2 separate regions of the Mus musculus genome follow, and region 1 is linked to region 2. A link is a contact called in public HiChIP or PLAC-seq data. All regions are on one chromosome and are shown on one strand. Each heading gives the region's core, a stretch centred on a gene start, on an enhancer-like site or on the middle of the called end of the contact. The rest is flanking DNA. Distances are from core to core; before and after follow the strand shown. Region 1 overlaps Rasa2 (RAS p21 protein activator 2). Region 2 overlaps Gm39409 (a long non-coding RNA gene).

Evidence for each region. HiChIP or PLAC-seq counts read pairs in DNA pulled down with a chosen protein or histone mark.
Region 1: a contact with region 2 is called in an H3K27ac HiChIP or PLAC-seq map of microglia, with 4 times the contacts expected there. The contact joins two enhancer-like sites. A contact is called at or near these places in 2 of 115 datasets of contacts at active chromatin or transcription factors (effector CD8 T cells and microglia) and 2 of 9 other capture datasets (liver and pancreatic islet).

What each region holds. Positions count from the first base shown.
Region 1 is chr9:96,557,001-96,562,212 of GRCm38.p6, forward strand. It overlaps Rasa2 (RAS p21 protein activator 2), which reads right to left. Exons shown (of 24, transcript NM_053268.2): 16 at 3,698-3,781; 17 at 400-477. Among named protein-coding and RNA genes, the nearest start is that of Gm28729, 34 kb to the left of the region's middle. Within about 2 kb of position 2,076, at least 9 of the 459 cell types and tissues checked have an H3K27ac peak or open chromatin away from gene starts, as enhancers often do. A contact at or near this core is called in microglia, where this site is marked.
Region 2 is chr9:96,389,191-96,394,364 of GRCm38.p6, forward strand. The region is part of intron 1 of Gm39409 (a long non-coding RNA gene); the gene reads right to left. The region is part of intron 1 of Gm40550 (a long non-coding RNA gene); the gene reads left to right. Among named protein-coding and RNA genes, the nearest start is that of Gm39409, 5.1 kb to the right of the region's middle. Within about 2 kb of position 2,966, at least 74 of the 459 cell types and tissues checked have an H3K27ac peak or open chromatin away from gene starts, as enhancers often do. A contact at or near this core is called in microglia, where this site is marked.

The DNA of each region.
Region 1 (5,212 bases), core at 826-3,325, 170 kb after region 2:
TTATAGAGTTAAGGCTTACAGTAGTTATTGTTAAGACTTGCTTAATCTCACAGCTTTATTTGATAGAATTGGAAGAAAAAGACCTTTAAAAAAAAAAAAAGATTTCTTTACTTATTATGTACACAGTGTTCTGCCAGCATACATGCCCTAGGTGCCAAAAGAGGGCATCGGATCCCATTACAGATGGTTGTGAGTCACCATGTGGTTGCTGGGAATTGAACTCAGGACCTCTGGAAGAGCAGTCAGTGCTTTAAACCTCTAAGCCATCTCTCCAACCCAAAAAAGACTTCATGGTTGACAGTTTCAACATGATTTTATTTTTTTAAAGCTGGAAATGGACTCTTTGGAAGAATATGAGATGTTGATTTCTTTAAACTAGATGACAAGAAAGAACCATACCTTTTTCACATCTGTAAAATATCTTTCTTCTTGAAACATTTTGAGAAATTCACACATGACTGACTTTTTGAACCGTGACTATGAGAAAACAAATACAGGATTTGTGTATGTTAAATACGCACAGTTCTTAAATTATTAGTCGTGTCTCACATGTGGTCATGAGAAACTTATCAACAATAAAGGTTTCTAAAGACACAAACAACAAGAACTAGTTCAAAATCAAACATGTCCAACTCTGAGGTGTTTCTGCTGCATGGTACCGCACGCATGCTTTGCACTCTGCATGCCAATACATCACACATCCCCAGTCACTGCTGCCCTGAAGGCCTCAGCGCAAAGCACTGGGCCACCGTATACTAGGAACTGAGCTATTTTTACTAGACATGAAGGCTTTTGCTCTAACAAAAACATAATGGCTTAATTACAGAAACAAAAACCTACAATATTCTCCCACATCATTAGTCAGCATGTATCAATTAGTAGTTTTGGATTTTATTAGAATGTTTGACTTTAATTGCTTATGTTGCTGACTTAAGTTTCACTAAACAAACAAATAAATCCCAAACCAACCAACCAAAAACCAAAGAAACACTAAGTAAATTCTAGCTTGAGATTAGGACAAAATTTCCAACAATTTAAAAAATGGCCTTAAATATACTTCTGCCATTTTGTACTATATGTTTATGTAAACTGAATGATTACAAAATCAAAATACAATCAACTCTGAAAAACACTGAAGATGCTCTATATACTCAACTCTAAATATTCAACTAGTATTTATTTATGTAAACATAAACAAGTATATCCTTCTCGTTAGTATGCAAATTTGTATTTTGTCTTTAATAAGTGGTAAAATTATATATACAAAGAGTGGTTTAAAATATCTGACCAATATACAATGTAAATATGTATTAAAACATTGCATATATAAATTTGTATTATTATTATATGACAAAATGAAAAATGTAACAGAGAATTTGAAAAGTACTTACAAATGCATGGATAGGTTTAACTAGCATACAATAAGGTATAGAGCCATCATTACTCCAAGGTCTAAAGGACCAAGTAAGAAATAAAAATCTACCTGGGGGTCTCCTGACAAGTGCAACTGTGAATCCAAAACAAGGGCCTCCTGGAAGCTCATGGCTCTCCAGAGGCTCAGAGTAAACACAGGAGGGATGCAGATCTGGATGGAAGCTATGCAGCCCAATGTCTGGTTTCTTTTTTGTTTTAAAAATGGTAGTAGTGGGGACTGAACCTATGGTCTGATTTATAAAAGATAAGGGCTCTCCCACTGAGGTACATACAGCCCAGCCCTTTGATTTCTAGTCTCAAGGGAAAGGAAGAAGGCAGGGAGGGAAAGAAAGATCCTGAGACGTGAGAGACAGTGATAAGGGTGAGGCCTCCAGCTCACAGGGGCTGCTCCCACCAGCCACACAGGAATGGGCCCAGCTTAGGAGTGTTCAAATGTATTTATCACAAATGAAAAATTGTGAACAACTTCATAAATTTTCCCTATAGAACCTGGAACTTACAACACTCTAGTGTGGGGATCAGATGAAGCACAGGGTGAATGTGGACTGATGGCAAGAACATAGCCCTGTCAAGGACTGTAGTTGCCTCAGACCCCTGTAAATGGCAAAACCTTCCATTTACTGGGACCAGAAACTAGCAAATACAACTTCCTCCTTCAGGAAGTACTGCCTGAGACTGTGTCCTACAGAGACTTCCCATTAAGATCAGCTAACTCCTCTTGTTATACATAATAAAGGTACCTAATACAGGTTAGTTAGTAGATCAGAGCAAGTGTAGGTCACCCAATCCTAGCTTTTCTTTGTGTGTTTGTTGGCTCTTCATACCAGCCGTGTCCTAGGCAGGTTTCCAGGGCAAGGCAAAGTACTTCCTCTTAAGGCTTCCAGCTTCCATACCAACTGCTTTGTTTCCCCAGATGAGCTCAAGTCTACTTTCTTCAGAGTAGGGAAGTAGCTGGCCACTATGCGGTTCTCCCCACTGATAAGAGCCAACTCCGGGAAAGCGCGGCACAATCTCTTCTGGTTCCCCAATCCTCTGGGATCCGCAGATTTCATTCATGTCAGGTAGCAAGTAAGGTGGTGTCTCTCCTCTTGGCTAATCAGTCATAATTACTCATGGCAATTCACTTGGGTGCCTTAAGGAGCCAGGTCTGCAGCCAGAGGGCCAAGAGTGCTGCCTCATCTGTGTAGTAGGCCAGATCGTGGCTCAGAAGCAACTATAGAGAGCTTCTTCAACTCTTCTCCATGTGGGACAGCAGGCGGGCTGGGAACTCACAGCCACATTCACCATCTTGTTCAGAGCTCTCCTAGAGAGCATTCCTCCAAGTCAGCGAACCCAGAATGTTCCAGGATCATGGCTACCACACACTCATGGTCTTTAGCCTTCCCCACACAGCACATGGGATATCATGCTCAGCCTCTCCCTGAACATGATCAGGCTCCATTCACATTCTGTTGATTCCAGCTGCTGATAGCCAAAGATACCTCATGCTGGGCCAGATGCAGGGTGCCAGCAAAGCCTTTTTTTTTTTTTTGTAGAGTCAGTGACCTGCAGTTACTTTATTGATCTGAGCCTGGCTCTTCTCCCTTCTTTGATGAACATTCTTGGTGAGAGAGGAACCGAGGAGCAGTGAATATCCCTCAGAGCCTGCATATAGCTTTGAACTGGCAGTCACTGTTTGACCTTTTCCTTCTAGGTCTTAAACTAGGGAAAAGCCCCAAGAAAGCAGTTGCAAAAGCAAATGGAAGAAAAAACTCCTCAGCACTGGGAGCTGAGGACTTCAAAATGCTAAAGTAAGTTATTATCAGTAAATGTTTGATTTTTATACGTAAGGTTGCATAAGTTTCTTAAGTAAACGGCTTCATGAGTGACAAGTTTATGAAGCTCTGAGGTAGAACACAAGACAATGACGGGCCTGTATTTTGAAGCTAAGGATAAAGCTGTCCATGTCTCCATGAATCATCCATCCTGGAGCTGAAGGCTTCTTCCAGTGCTGTTAGGTGACTATGGCACAGACCACCACATAACTCAGCTGTGCCTGTGTCTTCTTCCTAGTTTTTTCCCTACCACGGGTATATCAGGTTAAGTATCACCGTCTCCTTCAAAAGGTGACTACAGTAGAACACCCACTAAAAGACCATTATTGCATGTGAATATGTATTCTCTTCAGTTTTATTTTTAACATGTAAGGAAGTAAGTGAAGAAGGAATCTTAGTATATAATAAAATTTGTTAAGTATGCAAAGAGGAAACAGTTATAAACTCACCTTTTTTCTGGACTGACATCCCCAGTTTCCAATAATCTGAATGGTTTTTGAGATGAGAGTCAATGTCCTAACTGTCTGTGTATCCTAGAAAAGGTAAGAATGATCAAAATTCTTAAGTTTTCAAGAAGTTGAGTTTATATAAAAAGCAGAATAGAGTGAATGGGCTATATGGCTCTAAAATAATGGCTAAAAATGTTCATTCAAACAAAGATAGTTAAGATGCAGCCAAGCCTAAGACAACTTATAGAACTTGGGTTGGGAGACAATGAAAGAAGTTGGTGGTGTAGGTCTACGATCTCAATTCCTTGGGAGGCTCAGACAGAAGGACTGCAAACTCAGGTCTGTTAAAGCTACAGAGAAAATCCAGTCCAGGCAACCGAATGAGACTGCTTTGCCTCAGTATAAAGAGTAAAGAGGGCCGGTAGAACAGCTCAGTGGTGGAATGCTTGCCTAGCATGCGTGACCTTTCAATTCCATTCTCAGTACCATTAAAAAAAAGTCAGAGATTAAACACTTAATGACTTGTTCCCTTTGAAAAACATAATGTGGTACTCATACACATAACATAAATAAATCAATCTTTAAAGACAATACTAAGGACTTAGAAAAAAAGAAAAACATAATGTAATCAACTGTATCTAAGGGCTTTGTGTAGTCGAAAGACTGGATCACACTCCAAATCTATTTATTTTTGGAATATCAGAGATACCTATTTTTTTTTTCTAACTTAGAGGTGTTTCCAACTTTCTGTGCCCAGTCTACTTCTAAGCATATTCAAAGAACACGTAAGACTTCTGCAATCAACTGTTCCCATCATGGGAGCAGAGGGAGAATACAAATTCAGACCAGGAAATGGAGTCACCCACTCACATAAGAACGTACTGGAAGGTAACTGTTTGGGTCTGTTAGCCACGTTATCTTTCAGGTCTGTCTACCTGATAGTAGTGTAATTTACATTAAAGTACATATAATAAATGGACAGAACACAGTTCGCTCATGAGTCTTACTGACCTACATGTCTACATAACCAACTATCTTACCACAGTAAACAATATTATCAAAAGACATATCAAGGAAAATACAATTATTATAGTTAATACTGTTTTATCTTTCAATATCTCATATTAAAAGCAGGCAATGAATGTAGTGGGGAAGAAATGACCAAGAAATGAGGAAATCCGGAGAAGGAATATCTGGTATATGACCATTATGATATATCTGGTAAAAGTTATAAATTATGGTTATCTAAAAATGACTTCAGATGGAGCACCTGGGACTCTGTTCTACCTGTAAGAGAACCCCACTACAGCTCTACCTGGGAAGAGAGTTAACATTCTTTAGAAGTTCCGGGAACATTAAGTTTGAATTGAATTTCACAAGACTTCTCCATTTAAACTTGTTGATTTGTTTGTTTTCTTGATTTTTTGAAACAAGGTTTCTCAGTGTAGCCCTGGCTGTCCTGGAACTCTTTCTGTAGACCATTCTGGCCCTGAACACAGATCTGCCTACCTGTGC
Region 2 (5,174 bases), core at 1,716-4,215:
ATTAGCTCAGCACTGGGAGCTAGAGGCCAGAGGATCAGGAACTCAAGGTTGGCCCCACTACACAGCAAATTCAAAACCAATCTGGGCTACATGAGACTCAGTCTCAAAAACCAAAACTGTAGGCTGGAATGATGATCAACTGACAGAGTCCTTGTCTATCATGCAGCCTTAAGTTTAACTCTCAGTATCTCCTACACCAGGTTTGGTAATGAATATCTATAATCACAGCATTTGGGTGGTGCAGGCTGGAGTGTCAGAAGTTCAAGGTCAGTTTGTGGGCAGCCTGGTCTTCATGAGGCTGTCAAAAACAAAAACAAGCCAGAATACCTAGGATTTAAGAGATTGCTGCAAAGTTAAGAGCACTGGCTGCTCTTCCAGAGCACAGGGATTTGGTTCCAACAGACTCACCCAGCAGCTCACAGCTGCCTAACTCCTAAAGAATGGAGGGCCACCTGCCCTCTTCGCTCTCAGAAAAAGCCACCACTGTTATCACTCCTCTCAAACAGCCAATCTGTTTCACCAGGTGTTATCCTTGAGTCAGGGATAATGGGCTGATCTCTGGAGTATAGACATGACACCACAGGGGGGAAAAATCAGGCACACAACCATAGATAACACAGATAATATCCCCTTCCAGCAGAAAGGCTTCTTAGGTGACACACAGAGCCAGTTAGTCACAAGCTGGGGAAACAGAGACAGGCAGGCAGATGATGGCTTCAAGGCCAGCCTGACTGACACAATAAGACTGTCCTGGTGGTAGAGTGGTTGCCTATCAGGTGCCTAGGTCCAATCCCCAGCATCTCAAAACAAACAAACAAAAGACTAGCTACACACCTCCAGGGACTTACAACCCTTTGGGAATAGTCATTTAGTTACTAAACACAATAAGACAGTAAATGAAACCTTTGGTACCACCAAGGTCAGGAAGGAGGAATCCTTCCTTTCTGTAGAGGGCTTGAGCTCTAGAGCTGTAGCTGGATTAAAGCTCTGTAGGCTGGTAGGAGTTTGGGTATTTTGAGACAGTCTGCTCTGTAGACCAGTGTGGTGGTTTGAATGAGAATCACGCCATTGGCTCAGAGACCGCAAAGCTTGGTCTGGTGCTGTTGGAGTAGGTTTAGGGAGTGGGGCCTTGCAGGAAGATGCATCACTGGGGTGTAGGCTTTGAGGGTTCAAAGCCCCACATCATTCCTGGTTCACCCTCTGCTTCATGCTTTGGATCAGAATGTGAGCCCTCAGCTTCCAGTCCTGTCTACCATGTCTGCTGCCTATGGTCATGATGTCCCTGCCATTGTAGATCCCAACCTTATGGAACCAGAGCCTGAGTAAAATCTTTTTTCTTTTTAATAAGTGGCCTTGGTGTTTTGTCACAGTCACCATTAGAAAAGTCACTGATATAATCAGGTTGGCCCAGAACTCACTACGTCGTAGCCCATGGCAGTCTTGGGCTTGCAATCCGTCCAACTCCTCAATTTTCTAAGTGATGAATGGGATCACAGAAGTGTGCCACCGCACCCAGATGAAGTTTATTGTTTGAAGGTGAAAGGATAGCACCCAGCCCAAGGGGCTGTACCTGCAGGAGAGGGCAGAGACCTATTTAGGACTTTGGCCAGGTGGTGGTGGCACATACCTTTAATCCCAGCACTCAGGAGGCAGAGGCAAGTAGATCTCCGTGAGGTCGAGGCCAAACTGGTCTGCATAGTGAGTTCCAGGACAGCCAGGGCTATGGAGTAAAACTCTGTTTTGAAAAACAAACAAGGGCTGAAGAGACGGCTCAGTGGTTAAGAGCACTGACTGCTCTTCCAAAGGTCCTGAGTTCAATTCCCAGCAACCACATGGTGGTTCACAACCATCTGTAAAGGGATCTGATGCCCTCTTCTGGTGTGTCTCGAAACAGCTACAATGTACTTATATAAATAAAATAAATCTTTAAAAGAAGAACTGAGCAGTGGTGGCACATGCCTTTAATCCCAGCACTTGGGAGGCAGAGGCAGGTGGATTTCTGAGTTCGAGTCCAGCCTGGTCTACAGAGTGAGTTCCAGGAAAGCTAGGGCTATACAGAGAAACGCTGTCTCGAAAAACATGAAGAAGAAGAAGAAGAAGAAGAAGAAGAAGAAGAAGAAGAAGAAGAAGAAGAAGAAGAAGAAGAAGAAGAAGAAGAAGAAAAGAAGAAATAAAACTTTGAATAGTGGCTCAAGGCTGGATGAGGTGGGCTCTTGAACTTCAGGCTAAACAGTAAAATGGGACTTTGTAAATAAGAACTACTGCTTTCTCAGAAAAGGAGGAGGAGGAAGCGATTAATGCCAGCTTCTTATTCCTCTTTTTTTTTTCCCCTTTTGAGGCACACACACTCCAGGATAGCCTCAAAAACAAACAAAAACAAATAAACAAAAACACAACCAAACAACCAAAAAGCAAAAAACAAATCAAACCAACAAAAGCCCCCACTATGTAGCGAAGGATGAGAAACTGCTCCCTCCTCCTCCATATCCAATTATGGGGTTATGGGCATATAATAAGTGTTTGACTTGCTTTGCTTTTTGAGACAGTCTTGCTCTGTACGCCAGGCTGTCCAGGACTTCACTTCGTTAATCCTCCTGCCTCTACCTCCCTGCCAAGTTCTTAAATTTAAGTTCAAATTAAGTAAGTGCCCAGGCTCCGGAAACCTGTCTTCTTATGTTCTAAGTCAGTGATGATGAATATACCAGGATTATACTGAAATAATATTGAACCATAAAAGCCACAGAAAAGCAGTTTGCTTCTATCTGCGTTAGACTCACAAGCCCAATGATACCCAGAGCCACTGGAGGCTGTGGCTTCTTCTTAGTTGAGCAACTGGGTACTATTTGGGACAAATCACTGGTCACACAAGTTCCATCATAAGATGAGAAAGAAGAGGAAGCAGTGTTTAGTGTCCTTTTGGTTTAGTTTTTAATAACAGGACAGGGTAGGCATTGTGCAAGAACACAGGATATGACATCAAGGAGACCTCTCTGAGCCAGCCCCTGCCAACCTCTCAGAACTATGTGACCTAAGGAGGACCTACCCACTCAAATCAAACCAAACCAACCCACAGCAACACATCTCTCTGTCATCTATAAATAAGAACACCTTCCTGACATGGTTTGAAGGGAATTTACATGGAGGTGCTATGAAGTACCACAGAATGTTAAGACACTTCATGTTCAGAAGATGCCAAGAATTCTTTAGACTCCATTCTCACTTCTTTTTTAAGTGGGAGATGCTGAGCAATCCTACCCTGCCCTTCTGTTTGTCAGATCTCTCAGCATACTAGACTTGATGGATAACGGAAACACTTAAATCATCACGAAGGGTCAAATACCCCGATTGGCAACCTAGTAACTCACTTATAAGAGATTTTAATTTTTAAAATATCTTTGTATTAATTCTTTGAAAATCTCATGCAATATATTTTTAAAGATTTATTTTATGTATATTGTATATGAGTGCTCTATCTCTGTGTATAACCTACATCCAAGAAGAAGGCATCAGATCCCATGACAGATGGTTGGGAGCCACGATGTGGTTGCTGGGAATTGAACTCAGGACCTCTAAAAGAGCAGCCAGTGCTCTTAACATGTGAGCCATCTCTCCAGCCCCCAATACAATATCATATCATAATAATCATATTTATTCATCTCCATTCCTCACCCTAACTCTTCCCAGTTCTACCCCACCTCCACTCCCAACGCCATGTCCCCATTTTTGTTTGCTTTGTTTTCTCTCTTTTTTTTTTCTAAACAACCCACGGTGTTCTATTTGTGCTGCCCATATACTCCTGGATGTGTGGCTACCCACTGGAGCATAATCAACCTATGGGGGTCACACTCTTAAAGAAAACAGACTTTCCCTCTCCCAGAAGCCATCAACCGTCCATAGCTCCTCAGTGTGGGTGGTGCCACTTGTGAACCATTTTCCACTCCACGCTAGAATCTCTCCACTGGCTTGATCTAGCATAGGCAACAAGGCTGCCATGGTCCAAGACTGCAGCAGTCCTGCTTGTTCAGAAGATACCGTTTCATCTGGTCCTTCCTGACCTCTAATTCTAACAGTCTCCTTCCTCAGTGCTGGCATGTGTGTGATACAGATGTCCCAATTGAGACTGAACTCAAGTCCGCTGACTCACTCTTTCCACTCTGACCACTTAGGAGTTCCCTTGCTAACCTTCCTGTACTGTACAAAGCAACGCCTCAGATGAGGTCTGAGTGCTGCCCTAGTCCACGAACAGAGAAAGATGAAATTATACTATGTCCATATAGTAGAAAATAGTGTGTGCTTCTTCCTGTAGTCAGGACTTACATCCAACCAGAAAGTGGTTGGATGCCCCCTGTAATATTTGTGCCACTGTGTGCCTATGGGCACATCTTACTGCACTGTCATTATTGTAATTCATAGAGTTCACAGCTAGGTAAGACTTGATGTCTTTCCCTCACAATGGCCTACACAGAATCTCCCAGTACAGCGAGCAGGGAAGGAGCTTCCTGGTCCATACCAACTTGATTTCTCCATATCCTGTGAGCAATGTGTCTGATGTCTCCAGCAATAACACCTTACTATCAAGTTGTTTTAGGCAGCCAGGAGCAATGGCGATAGCCTGTACTGTTCTGGGGGTGTCCAAAATGCCTCTGATCAACAACTCAGAAAGATACTGGGCTTTTTATTTAGCAACTAAAGACTGCTGGGAGGAACATAGCTCACCCTGTGTAGTTTAACTCCAATCAAACTCTACTGTGTAATATAAAATAGGAGGCTTCCCTATAAGTACACTGTAGCTGACTTCAGATGCAACCATGTGACCTTTTCAAACATCCTTAGTGTAAGGTATCCCTCCCCTCCCACTTCCTCTGATCTACCCTCCCATCCCTCTGCTCACTAAAACCTCCCTCCCCCAACTACCTCCTCCCCTGACCACTTCATACCACCTATGCTGTTATTTCATTTTTATTTATTTTAATGATAAAATGGGAGGGTATTCTTGGGGCACAAAGCGTTTGTGGAGGTCAGAGGGCAACTAGCAGGAGTCAGTTCTCTCCTACCACATGGATCCTGGGACTGAGGCTCAGGTAGTCAGGCTGGGTAGCAAGCACCTCTACCCACTGAGCCATCTGGCCCTCACAAGAGTTGTTTTGGTTTTTTTGTTTGTTTGTTTTAACAAT